2 separate regions of the Triticum aestivum genome follow, and region 1 is linked to region 2. A link is a contact called in public Hi-C data. All regions are on one chromosome and are shown on one strand. The core of a region is the stretch at or near the end of the contact, and the rest is flanking DNA. Distances in the headings are between cores, read along the strand shown.

What was found. Hi-C and Micro-C count contacts between places; a contact is called where the count stands out from the background.
Region 1: a Hi-C map of leaf shows a contact between it and region 2, with 3 times the contacts expected there. The contact joins the promoter of LOC123093156 here to the promoter of LOC123093154 in region 2. A contact is called at or near these places in 2 of 5 Hi-C or Micro-C datasets (both in leaf).

What each region holds. Positions count from the first base shown.
Region 1 is chr4B:539,118,183-539,125,039 of IWGSC CS RefSeq v2.1, reverse strand. LOC123093156 (inositol-3-phosphate synthase) reads left to right here and starts at 4,644. Exons shown (of 10, transcript XM_044515069.1): 1 at 4,644-5,162; 2 at 6,065-6,133; 3 at 6,246-6,381; 4 at 6,655-6,857. The coding sequence starts at 4,975.
Region 2 is chr4B:538,665,776-538,672,610 of IWGSC CS RefSeq v2.1, reverse strand. It overlaps LOC123093154 (ubiquitin carboxyl-terminal hydrolase 26), which reads left to right and starts at 4,677. Exons shown (of 15, transcript XM_044515068.1): 1 at 4,677-4,965; 2 at 5,169-5,295; 3 at 5,400-5,996; 4 at 6,488-6,743. The coding sequence starts at 5,216.

The sequences.
Region 1 (6,857 bases), core at 3,395-5,894, 450 kb before region 2:
ACAAATATTTTTAAAATAGTGAAATCCTTTTTCATGTAGATGACACATATTTCAGTGTGATATATGTGAAACTTGTTATTTAGAATTTTGAAACTAGTAATTTCAAACATGTGGAAATAATTTTTTCAAAACTTTTTTTAGAAATGACCGAAATCTATTTTATGAAGTGAGTTGAATTATTTTTAAAATAAATGAAATTGATTTTTGAATAATTGAAATCAGTTATTCAAAACGAGTGAAATATATGAAACGTGTTTTTTTATGTGAGCTGGATTGTTTAATGTGTGAAACTTATTATTCTAGTATATGGAACTGTTTATATTTCAAATATATGCAACATATTGCAATGTGTTTGTCAACAACCATATCTCAGAAAATATATGTGAAAATATATGAAACGGGTATTTCAAATATGTGAAATAGATTGTTCCAATGTGTGAAATTGATTATGTTCGTGAAGCTGCTTACTCCTGATTGTGAAAATGATATTTAGGAAATATAATTGCAAGTGAAATATGAAACTACAAAATTTAAATATGCATGCATTATATTTAAAGCGGTGAAATCTGTAATATGAAATGAGTGAATCAGTTTTCGAAATGGAAGGAATCATCTTTTAAAAATGGATGAAATATGTTTTTTCTAAATGTGTGAAATATGTCTTTTCAAATTAGTGAATTCATATTTTTTTAAATGAGTGAATTGTTATTTTGAATCAACTAAAAAAGATGAGTGAAATATGTTTTTCAATTTGAGTAAAATATGTATTTAAAATCAGAAAAATTAAAGCTAGTTCAAATGTATCCATAATTGATCTTGTTCGGAAGCTCTTCTCGCTATGAATTCAAATATATAAAAAAATCAAAATAGGAGTTCCCATTAAAAGATATCTATGATCCAAAATTTCACAATGAAATTAAATGGAAATATTTTGATGGGGGAGAGAGAGAGAGAGAGAGAGTATTTAACTTGCATGCAATTGGTCTTGTCGTACATTTCTTCTCTCTCCTGACAAAAGCTGACAAGTGCATGCAAAGGTCCACATGTATTCATGTATACTCTATTCATGTCTCTTATACATCAAAAGGGGCACCAATCTCGAAAACAACAACAACGGTGGATGATGCACCGGTAGGTACCGGCTCCCGTAAAAAAACTTTTTCGGTCTGGTTACTACCTGGTCAAAAAATTGTCACCCAGCTGGACCTGGCAAACAGAGCCCAAACATCTGGATATCCAGCGCCCTCACGCTCAGTCCATATGTGGGACGGGTACTGAGAGCCTCGAACGCGCCTCATGTCTGCCATGTAGGTTGTGGCCCGCTATGGCCTGCCATGACTCCACAAATACCTCACCATCGGACGAAGCCCTTGTTAAAGTCCACACTCGACTGCTCCGCTTCACCTTTATTGTTCTCATGTTTCATCCCCTTCCCTCCATTCTCATCCTCTTCCATCCACCATGGCCGGCTTTGGCAGCTCCTTCAGCAATTAGACCAACCCCGTCGATTGGGACGGGCTCTTGAAGGAGGACGACTACGGCACCGGACGACGAGGAGCTCGTGCACCCGCATTGCCATGGAGCAATCGCATGTGAACATCGGAGGAAGCTCGACCTCCGTGCCATCCCTGATGTCTCTGAGACACATTGTGGTCAAGCGTGGTGGCCCGTTGCGCTCTGCGCCTCTCCAAATCCACCGCCGGGCACGCCACCCCTTCCCCTTCGATCCCAGCTCCTCTCGGGTAGCGTTGAGTGCTCATGCCCGGGCCGAGCCAGCAGATTAGGATGCCGGAGTCAGAGGCCAAAGCCGCCCGCCGCGAGAGGCAGGGGGTGGGAGAGGCCAGCTCCTCCCACACACACGCGCGAGATCTACGCATGTCAACCAGGAGGAACAGCTCCTCCGCGATGTTCTCCGTCGGTCGTTGACCATGGTGGAGACAAACTCAAAGGTACTCCAGCTCGGAACCGACGTGTCGGAGGGCCTCACAATGCGGAAGGAGATCCCCAAGGCCAAGGTGTTGCGACACGCAAAGGAGCATGCATGCGCCGTCCGACGTCTCGCCGGCATCATCTCGTCATCATCGAACAACGACACGACTAGCACGGACGACGACACACCTCCCGCGTGGACGCCTACACAGAGGACTACTACCGACGCACCGGTGAGCACAAGAGGAAGGACCCGGCGAGGAAATGGGAATGTTTCTAGCCCTACTCCACCCGATAAATGGCGAGTGGACATGCAACCACGTGAGGTTGTTATCCAGCCTGCCCATTCCCACGTGATTCATGCAGTTCGAATACATCAAGCGTGTATAATGATTTTCTTGCATTGTATACAACTTGTATTGCATGTGTACTTATCTCTGACCTCTGACCTTGCCAGTAGCAGGCCCATAATGCAGCCCCACGCATTGAAGGCGATGCACATTAAGTATATGTCAGTCCCAATAACTATCTGCACCACGCTCCCCTCAGCCTTTTTAAATGCCTGGCTTGCTTGTTTCTACTTCTCAACTATTTTTCTCCGTGATCACTCCATACCTCATAGTCTCGCTGGAGTTCACAAGCATGTGTTCATGCATGTCCCGGCATAGCTCCACCCCACCTCCATCACACGCCATCGCCAAACACAATCCCCTCTTGTTCAATGTTCCTCTCATGCTCATCTCTCTCTCTCTCTCTCTCTCTCTCTCTCTCTCTCTCTCTCTCTCTCTCTCCCCCCCTAGTTTATTGGCTCCTCTAGCATCTCCAGAACGGACACGGCCATGGGGTTGTGTTTTCGTAGCAAAATTCCTAATCTAGGGCTGGCCTGCATGAGAGCTTCTGTTTTGTTTACCAGAATGGACACGGCCATGGGGTTGATTTTGTTCTAATGCTGTTAGCAGAAATTCAGGACCAACTTCTTCTTGCATAACATAAAGGATGCCATTTTCATCTGGCCCCAAGCATGGAATACAGGGTTGTACATGCATAGCAAGCAAGAACCAATTAGCAAGAACTGGAGCAACAACCTTCACCATCCGACGAACTGGATCACATGCATTATGTTGATGAAGGATCCATAGTGCGAGCTGGATGAGTAACTTTTACTTACTAGGAGCAGGCACCATTTACTATGAGCCAGGTCATGAACGTTAATTACACTGATGGGTAGCCTGCAACCCTGCACACTGACCATAAACACAACAGCCTCTCTCTACCAAATTCAGTAATGGCTGGACAACGTCTACTGTATTAATGTTGTGTATTCACTCACTTTCCTTAGTATTGCCACAGTATCCAGTTAAGCACTATATTAAGTGTGAATCGCATGGCAACAATCGTTGGTCAGGATAACATCCTCGCGTGGCATCATGTCCCAAAAATTCGCGTCATACTCCACCTATCTAGTTTATTTTCTACCAAGTTTAATTCATCCCGTGATGAATTATGTCCCTTGAACATTGTCCGATGGACTTTGTTTTTTTGGGTCGGATTGTGCTATATGTAGTTTTGATCGACGTTGTGTTGCTTATTTACGTAGTTGCATAGATTGTATGGATTTAAGAAGCACGTGGGTGAGGACAAATGGATGATGACCGGTCACTGTCCTATGGGCCATGTTTGGCAATACTGGTTGTACAATCTGTAGTCGTCCGGATTTTAGCTTGCCACGCAAAGAATCTATAGAACCTAACACTTCTGAAAGTTGCACGAAGGCATATCACCATACAATCTCTCTGAGCTTGTACTTGTAGCTAGGGCAAGCAAACTTACCTTTTTTTTGCGGGTTGGCAGACAAACTTACTCATCTTTGTGCTAGGGCATATTGCCTTGGTTGAGCCATAGCAAAAGTGGTGCCAACCCCCAGCAGATCTGACGAGAAGAGAGGAGCCTAGAACGCACTGGCCGCTAGCGCCCGAAGATTCCCGAGAGTCTTACATGCAAGGACAGGGCCATTTGCATGCAAGGACAACAATTTCGTGTTTCCCCGGGGACCCGCGCCTGCTCTCGGGACTGGATCGCACTGACAACGCACGAGCTTGGAGCGGTGGCTCCCCGCCGCCGCTGACACCACACCACATGGCGTGTTGTGCAGCGCGCCCATGGACCGTGTCTATGCTCCATGGGGAAGGACGTGTGTGTGAGGCGTTTCCAGGAGCATCCGCCACGACCGGGTGGCGGTTGGCCACGTGACGGCGCCCACGAGCACCACGGAGCAGAGAGCGCCACTTGGGAAGGAGTTGGGGCCCCGCCGCTGGCTCCGCCGTGCGACCGTGGGCCGTCGCGACTCACTGGGCCCGCTCCCAGCCGCGCCCGCGCCGGGCGCAGCGGACCGCGGAATCATTCGCGGAGTCTCGCGTTTCGCCCCTCGCAGTTCGTCGGAATTGCAGAATCGTTTGGAATCTACTATCTATCTCGCGTGCCCGTGTCCACGGAATCGTTGATGATCCCGGCGCCTGGTACCGGCACCGGCACCGGCACCGGCAGACGCAGAGTGCGCGCGGCTACTGTGTGCATGTGACGCCTCTGCCTCGCAGCACACCAATCTGTGTGGGCATAGCATTTTTGCGATTTTTGGAGTGGAAAATCGTAACTGTGTTCCTCCCTCCGTCCTCGCAGAAAAGAGAGAAAGAAGTGCGGTCGATACCTCCCTCATCGGCCCATCGCGTCCCTTCCTCCTCTTCGAGCCTCTCCTCGGCTGCCATTCCCTTCCGCCCTCCGCCACCCCAGCCCGCCGCCGGCTATCCCCGGTGGCCAAGCTGTCTCGCCGCCGCCCCGCCTGGCACTGGCACCTTCGGCGTGGACCCCAGCGAAACCACGTGGCCGCCTAACCCGCTATAAATTCCCCACCCCCGCCCGCCTACCCACCGCAGATCACACACAATTCACTCCAGCCCCCCTACCACCGCACTCGAAAACCTCTCTCTCTCTCTCTCACTCCAACAGTTTGCAGGAAAGAGAGGGAGAGATCGATCTTGCGTTGCCAAGATGTTCATCGAGAGCTTCCGCGTGGAGAGCCCGAACGTGCGGTACGGCGCGGGGGAGATCGAGTCGGAGTACCGCTACGACACCACGGAGCTGGTGCACGAGAGCCACGACGGCGCCTCCAAGTGGGTCGTCCGCCCCAAGTCCGTCAACTACCACTTCAAGACCAACACCACCGTCCCCAAGCTCGGGTCGGTAACCAACGCTCCTCTCCTCCCCTCCCTTCATACGCGCGCGCAGTGCTTCTCTTATCTTCTGTATAAAACCTAGTTTAATCCTTTAGATTCTGTCGTGTCAAGATCAGTCACTCAGTCGCGGTGTTTCAGTAACTCAGCCCTTCTCTTAATTATCTCCTGATTTATTTAGTTAATTTAATTCGGTCCTGTCAAGATCAGTGCGACCTGTGTTCCATTCGGAACTTCGCCGGCCGTCGTTGACGCTTGTGGGGCTAGGTCGTTCTCGGATCGCTGTCAACCTCTAGTGTTGGATTCTGTTTTCGTTTTCGTTTCTTTTTGGTATTGTTTCCTTGCCAAGAGAGGAGAATCAATGGACGGCAGGAGCCAAACGAACGGTCTCATTTTCGACTTTTTGAGAGAATGCGATGCTTTCGTTGTCGTCTGCAAGATGCTGTTCGGTTTTGGATTATCGCTTACAGATCGGCTATCCGACCAAACCCATCTCCGTAATACGACATGCTTTCCCCGATCTACTAGTTTTTCGCCTGTCGCATGTGCACGTGAGCTCGTAATATTTAAGATTCAGAACAGACTACTCTGTATTTTTTAGATGAGAATTCAGAACAGGGTTTTTGACTCCACCTGGTACAGTATAATAAGATGTCAGCCTTTTTCTTTTGAGAAAGGCCAGAGTATGTCAGCCTGACCAGGCATAATTTACTGCTACTCTGATCCCATGCATTTGTTTGTTTCCCCAGGTTTTCTGATTTTCTCTTTATTTTCATCTACATCTACTCGTAGTATATATTGGGTATTGCAATGCATGTTGGCTACGTGCAGTGTAGTATGAGCCACTTGTCGACAGAAGACGCTGATTATTTGTGGTAATCCTTTTAACTCTGTTTTTGGTGGTACAGGGTGATGCTCGTGGGGTGGGGCGGCAACAATGGCTCCACACTCATGGCTGGGGTCATCGCCAACAGGGAGTAAGTTGTCGCCATCCACGTTGCTTCCATCGTTATACTATAATCTTGATTCTTTCTGCTCTACAGTAGTGCATGTCTCATTTGAGACTGATGGTGAGTTCAATTAATTTAGGGGGATCTCATGGGCGACCAAGGACAAGGTGCAGCAGGCCAACTACTTTGGGTCCCTCACCCAGGCCTCCACCATCAGGGTCGGGAGCTACAACGGAGAGGAGATCTATGCGCCCTTCAAGAGCCTCCTGCCCATGGTAATACCAAAATCAAAAAGATATTGCTATGTGAAAAATACTGCCTCCGGTTCCAATTTGATGCTGCATGTGCTGATTTAATGTTGGTTGAAGGGCAGCCAAGTCATGCAAAAAATGATAACAGTGAACCATTTTAGTAGAGAAAATTGTGTATATGTGCCATGATGTTGTCATTGTACCGGTCAAAATGCTACGGGCTCTGTTGACTGTATATGTTCCAGACTTCCAGTTGGCTGCAGATCCTATTCTGACGGTGTTAGAATGATTTTTCAGGTAAACCCAGATGATCTTGTGTTTGGTGGCTGGGACATTAGCAGCATGAACCTGGCTGATGCTATGACCAGGGCCAAGGTGCTGGACATTGACCTGCAGAAGCAGCTCAGGCCCTACATGGAGTCCATCGTGCCGCTCCCCGGCATCTATGACCCGGACTTCATCGCTGCCAACCAGGGCTCCCGGGCTAGCAATGTCATCAA
Region 2 (6,835 bases), core at 3,428-5,927:
AGTTGTTTGCACTTGTCCTTGCCAAAATAAATATGAGTGAAGTATGTTGGCATAGTCACCCTCAAGAACTCTCTAGTTCTTCTTCTTCGGGATCCACATCATCTTGATGGGAATCCTTGGAGTTGTAGATGTACTTGATGAAGTAGAACTTGATGTAGTCTTGGGAACTCACTTGACCAAGGCCTTTGGAGCATCTTCAAATGCATCAATTTCTTCTTGAAGCTTGTCCTTGCCTTTTAGCTTGTGGTCTTGTGGTGGAAGATCATCTTGTGCTTGTGTCCCCTTGAAGGAAGTAGGGTCATACTTCTCTTGTTGAGGAACAAACTCCGTCTTGGGGTATTGATCTTCTTCCCACTCAACTCCATTGGCATTGAACTTTCGTTCAAAACCAACACCTTGATTTTTCCGGTGCCTTCCTTCCTTGCGTACAATTTCCTCAAATTGCTTACTTCCGGCAAGACTTTTGTAAACACCTTTCTCTATAATTCCCTTCCATAAGCTATTTTCTTGCTCAAGTGTAACTTGGCCAAGAGAATCATTAGTGGAATCAAGAGAACTACTAGAAGCAACAATATTGGATTTAGCATGGTTATTATTACTACTAGAAGAAGAATCTTTCTTGTTCTTGTTGCTAGATTTTACTTATGGCATGTAAGTAGACAAGAGTAAATGCTTGGCAATGTAAGAAGAACTTTTCTTTCGAAGATCATCATTGATGGCCTTTAAGAACTCATGCTCTTGCTCAAGATTGAGCTTTTCAAAGCGTAACTTCTCATGAGTTTTTAGAAGTTCTCGATGATCTTCTAAAGTAGTTTCATGAGCTAACTTAAGAGTGTTTAGTTCTTTAGTTAGACGCTCAATCTTCTCCTTATCATTGTCATTGTTTATTGATTAGCATAATTAATTGACGTTTCATCATAGTATTCATCACTAGAGTTGTCAACAAGTAAATCATCATCACCTAGCAAGTCATCTTCATCACTATTGAAATCAACATACTCGGGGTGTGTTACCTTGGGGCCTTTAGCCATGAAGCATCTCCCAATTCCTTCATTTGGTGAATCAAATATGTCGTAGGAGTTGGTTGATACAAGTGCTAGACCGGCAACACCTTCATCTTGAGTATATTCGGAGTCGAAGTAATAACTTCTCTCGGGGTGGTGGTTGAAGTCGGAGCCGGATACCCATTCACCAGCATGAGCTTGATGTCTTTGTTTTGTGTATCTCCTTGATGACTTGTCCTTCCTTTCTGAATCCTTGCTTCTTCGAGAGGTTCTTCGTTCATAACGATCATCTCTACTCCTTCTCTCTCTTGGAGGTGATTCTTCCCTTTTGCTTCTTCTTTTAGGTGAGTCTTCTCTTCTTTTATAGGGAGCCGTACACTCATTGGAGTAGTGTCCGGGTCTTCCACAATTGTAGCAGTTTCGCTCACGACTAGAAGATCTTTTATCATTGTAGGACCTTGACTTGGAACTTCTTTCCTTGCTTCTACTCTTGTAGAATTTGTTGAAGTTCTTCACCATTAAGCTCAGTTCTTCATTGAAGGCTTGTTTCTCATTTGATGATGTAGGAGCATCACATGAGGCTTGATAAGTACCACTAGACTTGTTGTGAAGCTCTTCTTTGTCCTTGAGTGACATCTCATGAGCAACAATTCTTCCAATGACTTCGGTTGGCTTGAGATCTTTGTAATTTGGCATCATTTGGATCAATGTGCACACAGTATCATGTTTTCCATCCAAGGCTCTCAAGATCTTCTTGATCAAGAATTTGTCGGTCATTTCTTCACTTCCTAAGCCGGCAATCTCATTTGTGATGAGAGCAAGCCTAGAGTACATTTCGGTGACACCTTCACCATCCTTCATTTTGAACTTGTCAAGTTGGCTTTGAAGCACATCCAACTTGGATTCCTTAACGGAGTCGGTACCTTCATGCATATCAATCAAAGTGTCCCAAATTTCCTTTGCATTCTCAAGACAACTAATTTTGTTGAATTCTTCGGGGCACAATCCATTGAAGAGGATATCGCAAGCTTGAGCATTGTATTGCAACATCTTCAATTCTTCCGCGGTAGCTTCACGGTTTGGTTCTCTCCCATCAAAGAATTCACCTTGCAAGCCAATACACACAATAGCCCAAACAACGGGGTTATGTCCAAGAATATGCATTTTCATCTTATGTTTCCAACAAGCAAAATTAGTACCACCAAAGTAAGGACCTCTACGGTGGTAATTTCCCTCGCTAGACGCCATACTCTCCTAGGTTGTGAAACCAATGCTATGATCACCAAAGCTATGGAAATCAAGGCAAATGGAGACCAAAGCTCTAATACCACTTGTAGGATCGAAAGTATGTCTAGAGGGGGGGGGGGTGATTAGACTACTTGACCAAATAAAAACTTAACCTTTTCCCAATTTTAGTTCTTGGTAGATTTTAGCAACTTAGCACAAGTCAAGCAATCACAATACAATTCAAGCAAGCATGCAAAGAGTATATGAGCAGCGGAAAGTAAAGCATGCAACTTACAAGAAAGTAAATGGGAGGAGTTTGGAGGGAGCAAATGCAATGTTGACACAAAGATTTTTGGCGTGGTTCTGATAGGTGGTGCTATCGTACATCCACGTTGATGAAGACTTCAACCCACAGAGGGTAACAGTTGCGCGAGTCCACGGAGGGCTCCACCCACGAAGGGTCCACGAAGAAGCAACCTTGTCTATCCCATCATGGCCATCGCCCACGAAGGACTTGCCTCACTAGGATAGATCTTCACGAAGTAGGCGATCTCCTTTCCCTTACAAACTCCTTGGTTCAACTCCACAATCTCGACGGAGGCTCCCAAGTGACATATAACCAATCTAGGAGACACCACTCTCCAAAAGGTAATAGATGGTGTGTTGTTGATGAACTCCTTGCTCTTGTGCTTCAAATGATAGTCTCCCCAACACTCAACTCTCTCTCACTGATTTGGCTATGGTGGAAAGATGATTTGAGTGGAAAGCAACTTGGGGAAGGCTAGAGATCAAGATTCATATGGTAGGATTGGAATATCTTGGCCTCAACACATGAGTAGGTGGTTCTCTCTCAGAAAATGAGTAAGTTGTTAAGAATTACCAAAACCACCCAGGGATTAGTTGCACTTTCAACCACGCAGGACCTAGCCTGCCCTGGTGTCAATAAAATCCACCCCTCTCACCCTTACCACAAACACAACCCTATGACTTCCCCCTCAGCCTCCAACCAACAGCCTAGAACCCTAGTGAGCAAGCACTCTAGGAAGATGGATCCTAACCTATGAGAGGTGACAGACGAAGATGAGGAGGTTGTGGACATGAGGGCTGCTAGGGTGCGGTCGTAGAGAGCTTAGGCGAATAGGGATTAGAGGCGAGCTGAGAGGGCCCCGACGCCACTGGATACTTGTTGGAGTACCACCACCAGTTGTCTAACATGATCTTGGAAGCCTGGAACATGCAAGAGTTTCATGAGGTGTTCCCAATGGAATAAGCCGCACTTTTGATGAGATCATTTATTGGGCAAGGATAAGGGCCAATCTGCACCCACAATCAGCAACAAGGAGTAGGTGGATGAGAATTCTCTATTCTTGACCTGCATCCAGAACAAGCAACAAGGATTAGGAGTGCATCTTTTGGACTTGTGGTGATGAACTGCTATTTTTCCGTTTTATTAAACAGTTAGGTATGAATCTTGGTGATACGTATGTACTTCTCTCCGTATATGAATCTATGTATGCTTCTATGCTTAAGTTTGGTTTTATGAACCGTTATGATTTTTTCTTAGTTGTTATGTTTTTCTATAAAAAATGTCATATTTTTTTTTGACAATTTATGACGTGTGGAATCACAAACAAGTTCATCAATAGCTTTAACTGAAGACCTTTCATTGACGCCACACAATTGTTTCCGCTTTGATTGTTTGAAATTCAATATATACCTTCTTAGAGACATAACTCACATAGATATGGCCGCCTTCACTTGGGATGTTCTTATAGTAGTATTTTCGCTTCATCTTTAACGCGGAGAGTGGATAGACTTAACTGACAATCTTTTTTTGGAAACATAAGAATGCTACTATCTAGGTTGATCTTCACCCACCTCGGGTGGGAGCTCCTCTTCTTCTTCGTGGACCAAGCAACTAATCTTTCCTTTGATTCCTTTGGTTGAGTATACATATATAGTGAACTACCGGATAAATCATACTGTCTTTGATTTTGCAACGTAAATAATTTATAAATATGCAATTAACCGCTTGATAAAAATAAATGTACTAGAAGGCTTCAGAACTTGCCAGGGATAATCCTTACCGAGCTCGCCATATTAACCACAAAATCACAAGAAATGGTGTAAAATCCCGCGTGACTCATGACAAGCATCCGCTGCCGTGTAGTTTGCCATAATGTGCTCTGTCATTTCCTCGTTCAGCAAATCACCTACACATCTCGACGCCGTGCGCTGTATGGGAATGTCGCCATGGATCTGCAGAAGCCTTGAAGTTGAAGAGGCAAATTATTCCATTTCCATTCCAGCAAAAGAAAACATTCCATCTCCACGGTTTACCGTCCGTCCTGTGCTATCCCCGTGCTCCCAGCCCATGACTCTGATGCCAAGCGCCCAAGCCCATGGGTGCAGCCCGACCCAATAAAAACATGCGGCACGTCACTCGGCTCTTCTGAAACCAAAAAGCAGATCAGCTTCTTTTCATCCCCTTCCAGCTCGCGGCGGGGGTCATCGAAGGAAACCCTCTCCGCCCCTCTGCCCTTCCACCGCCGACCGCCACCTCCAAGGGATTCGTCTCTCCCCATCCCCCTCCGCCGCCGCCGCCGCCGCTCTACTGGACCGGACCGGCGTGGAGCAGAGATCCATCAGGGCTTGGATTTGATTTTTCCTGCTCGTGACGAACCCTAGCCTGCTTCGGATTGCCTGGAGAGCCTGATCTGTTCCTCCCTTCGCGGTAAGCATTCCAATCCAAACGCCCTTTATCTGTTAAATCCATCGATTTTCCCTTTTTTCTTGCGGATTCGTTTGCTGTTTGGTGGAGTAGTGATAGCAGCCTGTTTCCCACGAAATTTAGGGTTCGAACTGACCCCAATGCTCCTCGTTCCTTCCGCCCCCGACGCCGACGCGCTAATGCTCTGGCTTCTGTTGTTTCCGCAGCAGGGAGAGCAACTGGAGGTTTCGCTTGGCGCTCAGTGGATGGTACAATGAACAGGCACAACACCCGCAATAAGAACAAGAGGCCACACGCCGATGAGTCTGCGAGCCCGTCTTATGCTGCTCTCAAGTATGTGTACATTGCCTTTCCCCATTGCTAGGGTGAAGGGTGAGATTTCAATGTGTTTCTGTTGCTGACATGTTTTTTGCTTGGGGTGCTTGCCTGTTATGCAGGAGGATACATTCTACGGGCGCCATCACTCAAGATGATATTAGGCAACTTTATAGTGTGTGGAAGCCGGTTTGCCAGGGCTGCCATGGGAACACCAAGGACTCACCCAATTGTTTCTGCGGGTTGATCCCCACCACCGGTGGGGCGAGGAAGACTGGCCTCTGGCAGAAAAATGGCGAGCATGTCAGTGGCCTCGGCCCTGACCCATCCAAGGACCTCCGTGCTTCCACCGAGACGCCTGCTGGATTGACTAATCTGGGCGCGACATGTTATGCTAACAGCATACTTCAGTGCCTCTATATGAACACTTCCTTCCGTTCAGGCATTTTCTCGCTAGAGCCAGACATCTTGAAGAAGCAACCTGTTCTCGATCAGCTGGCTCGATTATTTGCGCAGCTACACTCCAGCAAAATGGCTTTCATTGATTCAGCACCTTTCATCAAGACCTTGGAACTAGACAACGGTGTCCAGCAGGACAGTCACGAATTTCTCACCTTGTTTTTGTCTCTGCTCGAGCGTTCGTTAAGTTACTCCAAGGTTGCTGTTGCGAAAACTATTGTGCAAGATTTATTTCGTGGAAGTGTGTCGCATGTGACTCGGTAGGTAAATGCCTAAATTAGTGCTTTTCTCAAGATTTATTTTGGGAACTGAATGGATCTGAACTTTAAGTTAGAAGGTTTATCTTCCCAATATTACCATATCGTGTTTGCCTTGTATGCTCCTGTTTGCTCGCATACACTGTGTTTTATTGTCTTGCGATGTTCTGCCGCTACAGAATTACTATAAAAATATCTTAGTTTGTGATTATAATAACAAGCTGGTTATCTTGTCAAACAGCAACAAAATAGTTAGCTGGGTATGATTTTTTTTTTTGAACTTGAGAGTCCTGTTTTGCTGGATCTTGTACTTAGGTCAAGCTATGTGCTCAGGTACATATCTTTGATTTTTTAATTGGATTGACCACTGAGTGCATTCACAATTTCTAATTCACACAGCTTGCACATACCAAAATGAATGACAATATGATATGTTAGTTCATTTGTACTCATTAATTTTTTGGAGGACTGATGTTGGTTATCATACGCTTAAGGTGTTCATCATGTGGAAGGGATTCTGAAGCATCTTCAAAAATGGAAGACTTCTATGAACTGGAGCTGAATATTAAAGGTTTAAGTAATTTAGAGGAAAGTCTGGATGACTATTTGAGCGTGGAGGCACTGAATGGGGAGAACCAATATTCCTGCGAGTCATGTCAGAAAAGGGTAGACGCCACCCGTTGTATAAAACTTCGCTCGCTTCCTCCTGTTGTTAATTTTCAGCTGAAGCGATATGTATTCCTACCAAAGGTGATTACTCTGATTCAAGCTTGTTCATAGTTTTGTGCTATCTGTTGCTCCTGCTTCTGTCTTGTATGTGATTTCTTGATTTGTGTGGAAGA